Regions from separate parts of the Ctenopharyngodon idella genome. Here region 2 is linked to region 1. The links are chromatin contacts, called in public Hi-C maps. All regions are on one chromosome and are shown on one strand. Each heading gives the region's core, a stretch centred on a gene start, on an enhancer-like site or on the middle of the called end of the contact. The rest is flanking DNA. Distances are from core to core; before and after follow the strand shown. Region 1 holds the start of pacsin3 (protein kinase C and casein kinase substrate in neurons 3). Region 2 holds the start of zgc:153993.

Evidence for each region. Hi-C and Micro-C count contacts between places; a contact is called where the count stands out from the background.
Region 2: a Hi-C map of muscle shows a contact between it and region 1, with 7 times the contacts expected there. The contact joins the promoter of zgc:153993 here to the promoter of pacsin3 in region 1. A contact is called at or near these places in 2 of 2 Hi-C or Micro-C datasets (both in muscle).

What each region holds. Positions count from the first base shown.
Region 1 is chr7:44,418,187-44,423,476 of HZGC01, reverse strand. pacsin3 (protein kinase C and casein kinase substrate in neurons 3) reads right to left here and starts at 3,694. Exons shown (of 11, transcript XM_051901693.1): 1 at 3,534-3,694; 2 at 3,300-3,421.
Region 2 is chr7:44,547,288-44,552,873 of HZGC01, reverse strand. It overlaps zgc:153993, which reads right to left and starts at 2,285. Exons shown (of 7, transcript XM_051901695.1): 1 at 1,902-2,285. The coding sequence starts at 1,968.

The DNA.
Region 1 (5,290 bases), core at 2,445-4,944:
GTCACCCTTCTGCTGGATCTCGACTCTCTCGTGAACGTGTGTACAGCCATTGCCGGAAGCCAGTGATTATACTAGTTTATAGTTATAAAGTTTTAAATATTAATATTTCTCTTACAAAAACCCTTCACTTCAGAAGGCCTTTATTAACCCACTGGAGTCTTATGGATTACTGTTAAGATGGATGGATGCACTTTTTTGGGCTTCAAAATCTTGAACACTGTTCAATGCCATTTCTAAGCTGGAAAGAGCCAGGATATTATTTAAAGGGTTAGTTCACCCAAAAATAAAAACAATGTCATTTATTAGTTACTCACCCTCATGTCGTTCCCGTAAGACCTTTGTGTGATGGCTGATTTCAAAACACGGCTTTGAAAGCTTTATGAATCTTTTGTTCGAATCAGTGGTTCGGAGCACAAAAGTCACGTGATTTCAGCAGTTTGATACACGATCCGAATAACTGATTCGAAACAAAAGATTTGTAAAGCTCTGAAGCTTCATGAAGCAGTGTTTTGAAATCGGCCATCACTAGATATTGTTGAAAAGTCGTTATTTTGTTTTTTTGGGGGCACAAAAAGAATTCTCGTCGCTTCATAACATTAAGGCACTGTAACATTCACTGTACTCACATGAACTGTTTTAAATATGTTTTTAGTACCTTTATCGATCTTGAGAGGTTCGTGACTTTGCTCTCAATAAAGGCCTCACTGAGCTATTGGATTTCATCAAAAATATCTTAATTTGTGTTCCGAAGATGAACGAAGGTCTTAGGGGTGTAGTAATAAATGACATCATTTTCATTTTTGGGTGAACTAACCCTTTAAAGTCCCCCTGTAGTCAATAATTTCAATAATAAGTCATCTTTGATCACCAAAAGGACATATTCAAACATTTTTTCCTGTGGAAAAAAAAAAAATGTATTCGTGACTTAAAATAGCTTGAATGTAACTCTACACCCTTGCTTCATTTAGTATACGCGGACCCATGAATACGCAAATTAGCCCCGCCTCCACTCACTCACACCAGCTCAGAATACCTGATCCACAACTGTAGTAAACGATACACAATGGCAAGTGGAAATACTGGTTTAATTCAGCCATATATGTTTGAACCAGAAACTGATTCAGAAGAAGAGGAAGATCTCTCTATAACGTCAGACACATAATGGTAATTAATATGATATGATATGATGATAGCCTTTTGCTTGACTACGTTACCAAACAGCTAATAATGTGTTGCTAACGTTACACAAACCATATTCCTGTTCGCCACATCAGAGTCAGACAGCTGCCTTCTGAAAATCAATATGCTTTAAACAACTCAGAATGTCAGTGGAGAAAGGCATATAGTTCATCATAACATCATAACATACATCATACATAATTCACCTGCTATATTGCTAAATGTACCCGATTTTTCATATCAACAGAAAAATATACCAAGATAACCTGGCTTCTCTTGAGACTCCCCTACTTCGCAGCATAGTAATGAATGATATGCTAAAGCCTGCCGGTACATTGATGTGATTGGTTACAAGGTAGTTTGTGACGTAAGAAACACCAGCGAGTTTGAGTATGTCTGTTTTTCACTGCAGTTTTAAGGAAAAAATACTCCGCAATCTTGTTGACTTATGAATTTGCACATGGCTTGTCTTAAAGTATATTAAAAACACCACGTAGACATATAAAAACTTGATTTTCACCACAGGGGGACTTTAATATAACTCTGATTGTGTTTGGCTGAAAGAAGAAAGTCATATACACCTAGGATGGCTTTGAGGGTGAAATCATGGGATAATTTTCATTTTCTGGTGAACTATTCCTTTAAGATCGATGAAGGGTTCCCATGATTGAATTAAGCAATAAAACACAACATAAAAATATCTAAGCATAAGAATTCATGGGAAAACAACAAAGAAAACGGAATTGGATCACTAGAGCGCTCACGGATCTGCAATTCAACTCTCTTCGCTTAAAAGCGTTGAAACCCTAATTACTAAAGAGCACGAAGCCCTTGGCCCTGATTCAAAACAGCACAGTAACTAAACTCAGTCTAATCTCTGATTTAACTCTTACTGCACTTTGACATTTTGCAGATACTTTTTATCCAAAGCAACTTGCGCCATGATCATTCCTTTGCTCTAGTAGTCTAACTAACCATTAAGGTCTATAACATACTGATAGAGTATGAACTAAAATGAGGATTTGTTTCAAAAGGAGACGTAGCTGAATTGCTAAAATACTGTATTTTATACACGCAGCTCTAGAAAAATATTCTAACAGGCCATTCCCCATTCATCTGCAATCTGGTGTGAGAAGACAAAACAAATGATTTCTACTGAACCTTGATCCTGGTTGACACTGCCAGCACAAACAGTGCTTCAAATCCCAGTTTATATTTAAAATAAATGACTATATATATATTCAGATTTGTAATTGTATTTGGGTGTCTCTTTAGCTTTTGAAGTCCCATTTTTATGTCCCATGGGTTGATTTTTATTAAATCTAACAATTTCAGCTTTTTGTTATATGAAGGTCACATGGAAACTTTGTTTTCATACCTTCATTTATTTCGCTTCTTGTCAATTCAGCATTTTAACCTTGCCCCAGACTTTTTAAAATTATGTATCAATTAAAAACTACAGTATGATGATCTAAACAATTAGTAAAAAGTCAATATTTATCGTGAAAATGCCCCATTATTTCCCACACAAACAATTTTCTAACCCAACAACGTTTTTTAAAGCGAGTATACATTTTATTAAGAGAGAGTGAAGAGCATGTTTAATAAAATACACACATTATGTTAAAAAAAAAGAAAAAAGAAAAAGTGAAAATAATATTTATAAATATATAAAGTACTAGCTTCTCCTGTCTACTAACAGTCTGGACACTGTTAATAGAGAAATTAAACTAATGAAAACTGTATTTTAAGAGTTAATTTTTTAAAAATCAACAGGCCCAATGTGCCCATATTTTAATTACAATACAGGTAATATCAGCAGTCTGCAGACATTAGCCCTTTCTTCTAATAGCAAAGGGTGAAGCCTCATCAAATTTCAAGGCATTTGTGTGACTTCAGTGTCAAAGGAAACGGATGTTGGACGAACTTCGAACAGGCTTACGCATTTTCCGTTAGATAAATACGTTACAAAACTTGTCGCTGACTTGTTCATCTCTTTATTGTACAATGACCTGGACAAATTAAACCCTTCACAGACATAGTTCAGACAAAGATGTGTCCCATTAATCGCCATAGAGAAACACACACAGTAACCTAGTCAAATATCGAAATCCACTTACTCGTTGTTTTGATCTTATCCAGGCGAAAACAGTTATGCACTCGATGTCCCACGTCGTCAAACTCTCCCGGAGTTCCTCAATGCGATGTGAAGCTGTTTATCTCCAGCACATTTACATGCAGACTGCGTTCAGAGCGAGAAAAGCGCCATGTGAATAAAGTTGACACCACTCAGACACCTTCCCTTTCTGCCATGGCAACCAAGCGGCGAAATAATATCTCCCATAAACATTTACCAAGAGGCAGGATCATGGAGAAACACTTCCAACAGGTCGTTTTTAGAAAACAGGCTCATCGTCAACATTAACTCTTAACATTTATTCCAGCAGTAGCAGCAGCAGGCGTGTATGAGGAGTCTTCATGGATGAAATTAGATGCTGGGGCTCCGCATTATGCCCATTGATCCAATTACACGGGTTAACCCTTTCAGGTTCAAAGTAGAGCAAACGGCGGAATATTTTAGTATTTGCACTCGTGGGGTTTTATATACTTGCATTTTCTGAGCTGAGTAAATATTACAAAACAATGCGATTCTTAAAGTACTAAAGATAAAAAAATAATAATTGAGAGTTTTACAATCACTATACAGTAATAATAAGAGCAACAGCGCCCTCTGTAGACTGAGAAGAGGATATTCTCTTGTTTCGCTGTCATTTATCATCAGAACTAACTGAAGACGGTTAGAACCAGAGCCGTTGAAAAACATATTTATTCATATTTAACGGCTATGGTTAGAACCATCGTCTCTTCAAGTTATATTATTAAACAGAAGCTCTATAGTCTAAAAGCTATTGAAAAAACTATTGCCCTGTACAGTCCATTAAGAAGCACTGTCTATGTGGTGTTTTTTATGCGCTTTAAGACAAACCATGTTCAAATCATAGACTGTAAAAAAATATGGACGACGCACCTTCACTCTCTTCCATTGTAGTAACTGAAGCCGCCAGTGTGCCAATATGGCGCTGACATCTTGAGTCTCGAGTCTGCGCATAATGAATTTGGAGCCCGAGTCTGCGCAGTAGTGAGCACGAAGTGGAGCCGCGATATCAAGGTCCCGCCCAAACTCAAAACAACTCATTATTTCGGTGTGAAATAAACAGTTATGGAAATGTAGAAATTAAAGTTACCTCGCGAAGATCCATAAAAAAGTCCGTTGGTGCCTCGGTGACTACTTCACACAGAGAAGCTGTCAATCATGACGTCTTACTCTTACCCCCGTTTTATAGCATCAAATACCTAACTAAAAACAAACTTATTTAAAGAACGAACACTTGAATTAACACCAGGGTGAAAAAAAAAACTGCCTAAAATGACAGAAACCGTCTTTGGAAAAAAAAATGTTTAAAGTGTAAATTGATTGTTTAGTTTGTCTCGCGTCCCATTACATTTCATGGAGAGGGCGGGGTTTATGACCTATACTGCTTCCAGCCACCTGGAGGCGATCGAGACGCATTGGATCGAGACGCATTGGTTCGATTGACCATTGCTGAGTATTTTCTCTTTAAAACTGCAGCGATTGAAATCACTGGTGTTTGTGACATCACAAACTACCTTGTAACCAATCATGTCAACGTGCTTTAGCATATCATTAACCATGACCGCTCTGAAGCAGGGGAGTCTCAAGAGAATATATCCCGGTATATTTTTCTGTTGATATGAAAAATCGGGTAGATTTAGCAATGTAGCGGGTGTATGATGTATATTACGATGTTATCGTGAACTATATGCCTTTCTCCACTGATGATACTGTTATGCAGCGTTTACCTCAGTAGTAAACTGAGTGGATCTCTGAGCTCGTGCGAGTGAGTGGAGGCGGGGCTAATTAGCATATTCATAGATCCGTGTATATTAAATAAAGCAAGGGTGTAGTTACATTCAGGCTATTTTAAGGCATGAAGAATTTTTTTTGTCACAGGAAAAATTTTTAAATATGTCACTTTGGTGATCAAAGATGAGTTTTAAGGGATAAAATTATTGACTACAGGGGGTCTTT
Region 2 (5,586 bases), core at 1,036-3,535, 130 kb before region 1:
GCCTCAACAGTCTTTCTAGAATTTCTTAGGCCCTGTTTACACCTTTTGGTCGATCGGATCACAAGTAGATGACGTTAAATACAGGTCTAAACGGGGTCTAAAACGTTTTGAACTAGTTCACTTTCAACCACTTCCAGAGGTAGTCGAAAACGCATTTGACCGGATTGCTTTCGTAGTGTAAACGCTCATGTGGTCGTTCGAACAGCCGCAAAAGACTACCTACTGTACTGATCTAATGCATAAACATTATGGGAAGCGCTCTGGCCAGACGGGATTTAAACTTTGTCTGCTGAAGACCCAAGTTTGGATTGAAGATGAAAAACGTACCAAGCACAATGTTCTCTCAACATTACTGATTTCTAACACGCGTTCGGAGTGGTCTTGCCGACCATGAATTCCAATGTGACGCTTCAGTTTTAACGGTGAAAGAGTGTGAGGCAAGATAAACATTTAATATTTGAGAACTGTTTTACAACAGAAATGTTAAACAACTGGCAGAAATATCCAGTGATGCAAAACACACGATTTTTAAATTGAAAATATAGGCTATCATTTACATAATTTATGTAATTCATAACTAATGCGACGAGACAAGAACATATCAGACCAGTGGTTCTCAACCTTTTTGACACCAAAAAGTCCACAACAACATTCAAAGGTGACATTTCCAGTCATTCATGATTTAATGGATAAGGATTACGGACGACTTTTTAAAAATACTTTTTATTCCGTTTCTACCAGATAAAATATTTTAAAGCTTAACATAGCTAGATATGTTTTTTAAATAAAGTGCCCAATAAAGTTTTTATTTTTAGGCTTTTTTTCTAGACAGTGGAAATCCTGTTGGTTTTTTTTTGTTTTTTTTTTTAATAGAAAAAAAAATTGTTTGGAGGTGGATTAAAATGAGAAATATCATGATTTTGAGTAGTTTTAGATTAGTTTAATGCTTGTTTTGTCTTGTATTTGTGTAAAGCATCTAAGTAATCTTGGATGTTTGCTGAGGCCCCAGGTTGAGAACCAAAAAATAAATAAAAGAACCATAAAAATATATATTTTTGTAAATAGTTAATTACTTAACAGTTCATTCTGATTCTTTTACTATTGGTAGTAGACCAGGGGTTCCCAAATACATTCCCGGAGCCTCCCCAGCACTGCACATTTTTGCATGTCTCCTTTGTCTGACACACTCATTTCAGGTCTTGGAGTCTCTCGACTAATAAGCGGATGACCTGAATCAGGTGTGTTAGGAGACTTGGAAAACACGCAGTGTTGGGGAGGCTCCAGGAATGTGTTATAGGCAGGAATGTGTATACACAACCCCCAAAGATTGATTCAAAACACAAAATGAGATTGCTTGTTTGTCGCCATCTACATGCTTAATGGTGTAAAAAAAAAAAAAAAAAAAAAAAAAGGAGAGTCACTGAACAAATTCAAAAGTAAGTAGACTGAAAACATTCGAGTCACCGCTATTTTTGACAGGCCAGAAAAACCCCAACACGCCCCGACATACGTCAGACAATTCAGTATGACATCAGAGGAAGGTCCATAAAACAAATTGTTTTATATTTTGATATACAAGCGATAATTGTCTGTTTGCTGCTCATAATCTCACTGGTAATAAAAATAAAATAAAAAAAGAAGTTCCATAATAATTGAAACGAAACGTTAGACGAGGATTATAACGCTAAACACGAAATACAATAAACCCATTTAACTGAAAATCTCCAATATATAATCAACGTAATATTCGTTCAGTTTAGTATGATGATTTTCATATGAAAGGAGAGTCTTAAGTCACTGTCGAAGGGCAATGTGACGTCACGTCGAGCGCAAAGACTGGAAATGGTTGGCTAGTTCACAGAAGTCACTCTAATTCGTTTAAAAGTTGTACCTCATCTTACCTTCACCACCTGTTGCCCCCTTCAACTCGTTTTCGTCTGTCCTCTCTCCATTGTTGGCATCTGCCATGGTTTTATTCAGCGCAAACACCGCCCGGCTCAAGTGATAGCTTGCTAACTAGCCGGACCAGCCTAACAATATCTGAATCCGCTAAATTCACAGTTTCCAACAAAACACAACATAATCTAGTCACGTTATCGACGCTTGTGGTTATATGTCTTCTTCAGGAGCACCATTAGAATGATAAAACATGATATACAAGTTAAAAAGTAGTCGAGTGTTTTTAAGAAGAGTTCCACCAATCCATAAAGTCGCTTTAAAAAAAAAAAAAAGCTGAGGAAATAATGCGGAAATGGATGCGGCAGGCGCGAGCTGCGCTAACAAGAGCTGATTCGTTGTGCCAAAAATAAACCACAAACATTCATCTTCCCGTTGTATTAATTGTGCTACACACCAAGCTGGTAATTTGTCATTTTGTAAGTTGTATTTTCTCGGTTTAGAATATAGTACAGAACAAGCCCACAGAAAATAAAAAGGCCTAGTGTAATTTTATTAGAATTAGAATGATATGGAATGTCTTGTTGAAGCTTCAGTACACAGAATCAAAATCGAAATAAAGATAATAAAATTACAAAGATAAATTATAAGACAATATACACATAGCCTACAAGACAAATAACGTGCACACAATATACTACACAAAATTTGTATATGAAAAATATTCTATACAATTATGGAAGGGAATGTGAATAAGAGTAGGATATGTTAAAAATGTATAAATAGTGTGCTTTGTATTGCATTTTTTTATGCATAGGTTAACACAAGAAGTGAGTATTTATTTATATTTGGTTTGAGATTCATCTTTATAGGTAAATATTAGGCCTACATATAAATGCTGTATTATAATACTCTTCTAAATACCTCTTCTAAAACACAGCGATTGTTTTTAATATGCGATCTGCCATTAGTCTATAGACTGTAACGTATAGTGTTCACCACAAGATGTCGCTATCAGACTGGGAACCAGGGTTACGGCGAGCATTAGCACCAGTTTCCTAAAATATAGCATTTAGCAATCTGAGCAAGGGGATAGAGAAGACTGTTTTGGTTGATTACAAAAATATACACATGTAATGTTGCCAAATTGCATGTGTTTATTTGTAAGAGCCAGTTCCCACTTACATTACAAAAAGTGAGACAGTAGTCACCTTACTGTCATGACAATTTCTTCAAGACCAGCGCTCTCATATAATAAACTTCCAGCTCCTTTTTGAACAAAACCAACCCAGCCCACTAGACTAGATTCATTAGCAGATAGGCCGCAGAATTAGCCAATGCACTCAGCTTAAAGTAGAGGCCTGGATAGGTGTGTCTAACCGCTAGATTACCACACAAAAGAAAGACGATACTGCTGAAGGAAAAAAATCCACCCTTCCCACAACTTGTACATGCTGTTTTTCAGTGAGCATCACTTTGCCACATGCAATTATATATATCTCATGTTTTTTATTTGTAACATTTAATATGTCCTTATTCTAGTCTAGTTATATGGCAATCATGTAAAATATGGGTTTAGTGCAGACACTGTAGTGACCTGTAAATGTCAGATGTCTGCATCTACTTTTTTGACTCCCAAACTTGAAAGTGATTACACTGAAATACACCATGAAAATGTTCATAGTGCCCTCGAACAATTCACGGAAGATGGGCTGGCTCTGTCTGGTAGACAAAAGAGAATGAAAAGCGACTATATATGCTTATTTAAAATGCATTCGGTGTTATATCTCGTATATTATTTCCTAATATGTTTTATTGATATTGATTTTTATTTTATAGACTTATTACAGTGCAACATGAGACCTTTCACTGTTTTTATTACTCCAATTGTCCGTGTTCCAGGAAGACTGTCTGTACATTAAGCCCACTTATACTTCCGTTTTGATGCAAGTAGAGTACATGTCAAAACTGTATACTTTAGGCTTAGTGCTGGGGATATTTCAGACTCTTTCTGCAAATCACATTGTTGCGCTTTTTCATTGACATTCATTCAAACAATTCACTCAAAAACACTGATTCATTTAGGAACGAAACACGGGCGCTCGGAGAAACAGCAGATGATTGCACTCGATACACTCGCATCAAAGTTATTTTTCGCTCTTCATTTAGAGATAAAAAGAAGTTTGAAATATCTTTGCAGCGGTGTACTGTTAGTGAACATCCAGACACCACCCACACTCCTGTGAGCGATGTTTAGATGAATGTGTAAATATGTGCTGCGTGCTTTCGTCTCAATAACAAAATAAACACACAACAAAAATGAGGTGAGAAAACAGCAGTTAAAGGGTTAGTTCACCCAAAAATGAAAATTATCCCATAATTTACTCATCCTCAAGCCATCCTAAGTGTATATGACTATCTTCTTTCAGACGAACTTTATTTAAAAAATATCCTGGCTCTTCCAAGCTTTATAATGGTAGTCACATTTTGAAGCCAAAAAAAAAGTGCATCCATCCATCATAAAAGTACTCCATACGGCTCCAGGGGGTTAATAAAGGCCTTCTGAAGCAAAGCGATGGGTTTTTGTAAGAAAAATATTTATATTTAAAACTTTATTAAATATAATAACTAGCTACCAGCAGAATGCCGTGCCCATCGATTTGCGGCGGAAGAGTGACCTCTGACCCGTCGCATGACGTAATTACGAACGCTGAAGCACAGAGAATAGAGAAAAACAAAACACCGGCTCACAGTTGTAACCTGAATGAGAGGCAACACGGACGGGCAAGTAGAGAAAGAGATGATTTATTCAACAAAATAACATATTTAACAAAAATATTCAAACAGTCAGTAGTCAGTATGTGGTCGTCAGTAGTGAAAGCGCTCCATGGAAGAGGACTGTAAGCTCAAGGTCTGAATGGATGCTAACACAAATAAATATGATCAACAAAAAAAACAAACAATAGAAGTCAGCCGCCCGGTCAAGTGCAGTCACATCGTAATGCGTCCCAGGCAATCCACAGCGCTGTAATTCTTATAGCCCCAATAATGAGCCTCAGGTGAAAAAAACACCCCCCCACAAACGCCATACCTGCAAACCAAACACAACAAAAGAAAAAAACACAGGTCCAGCATTCACTGGGACCTAACAACTGGTCATGAATTAGAAGTCTAAAACGAGAATTTTTAAAGAGAAATGTCGGAGGATATCAATATTTGAGAAGAATAGCTTGAGTTTGTTGCACAGCCCTATTTGTTTAAACCGAGAGAGGCGTCTAAGCTTACGATACTCCTACATCCTGCGCAGGGTTGGGGAGTAACGAAATACATGTAACTTAGTTACGTATTTAAAATACAAAATTTGATTAACTGTATTTCATTACAGTTAAATTTTAAATGGGTGGTAATCAAATTACAGTTACATCCGAAAAGTATTTTAGATTACCAAAGTGATTACTTTGAATTTTAGTACCATTTATTTCATTTAAACATTAATATAAATTGTGACGGGCAATTAAACGTAAACAGCAATTGGTGATTCTCTGACTATGACACTGCAAAAGCATCCTAAGCTAGGCTACAGTTCTGCTCGTAAGTTTCATACCCCTTGCAGAATATACAACATTTTAATAATTTTAACAAAATAAGAGGGATCATAAAAATTGCACGTTATTTTTATTTAATACTGTC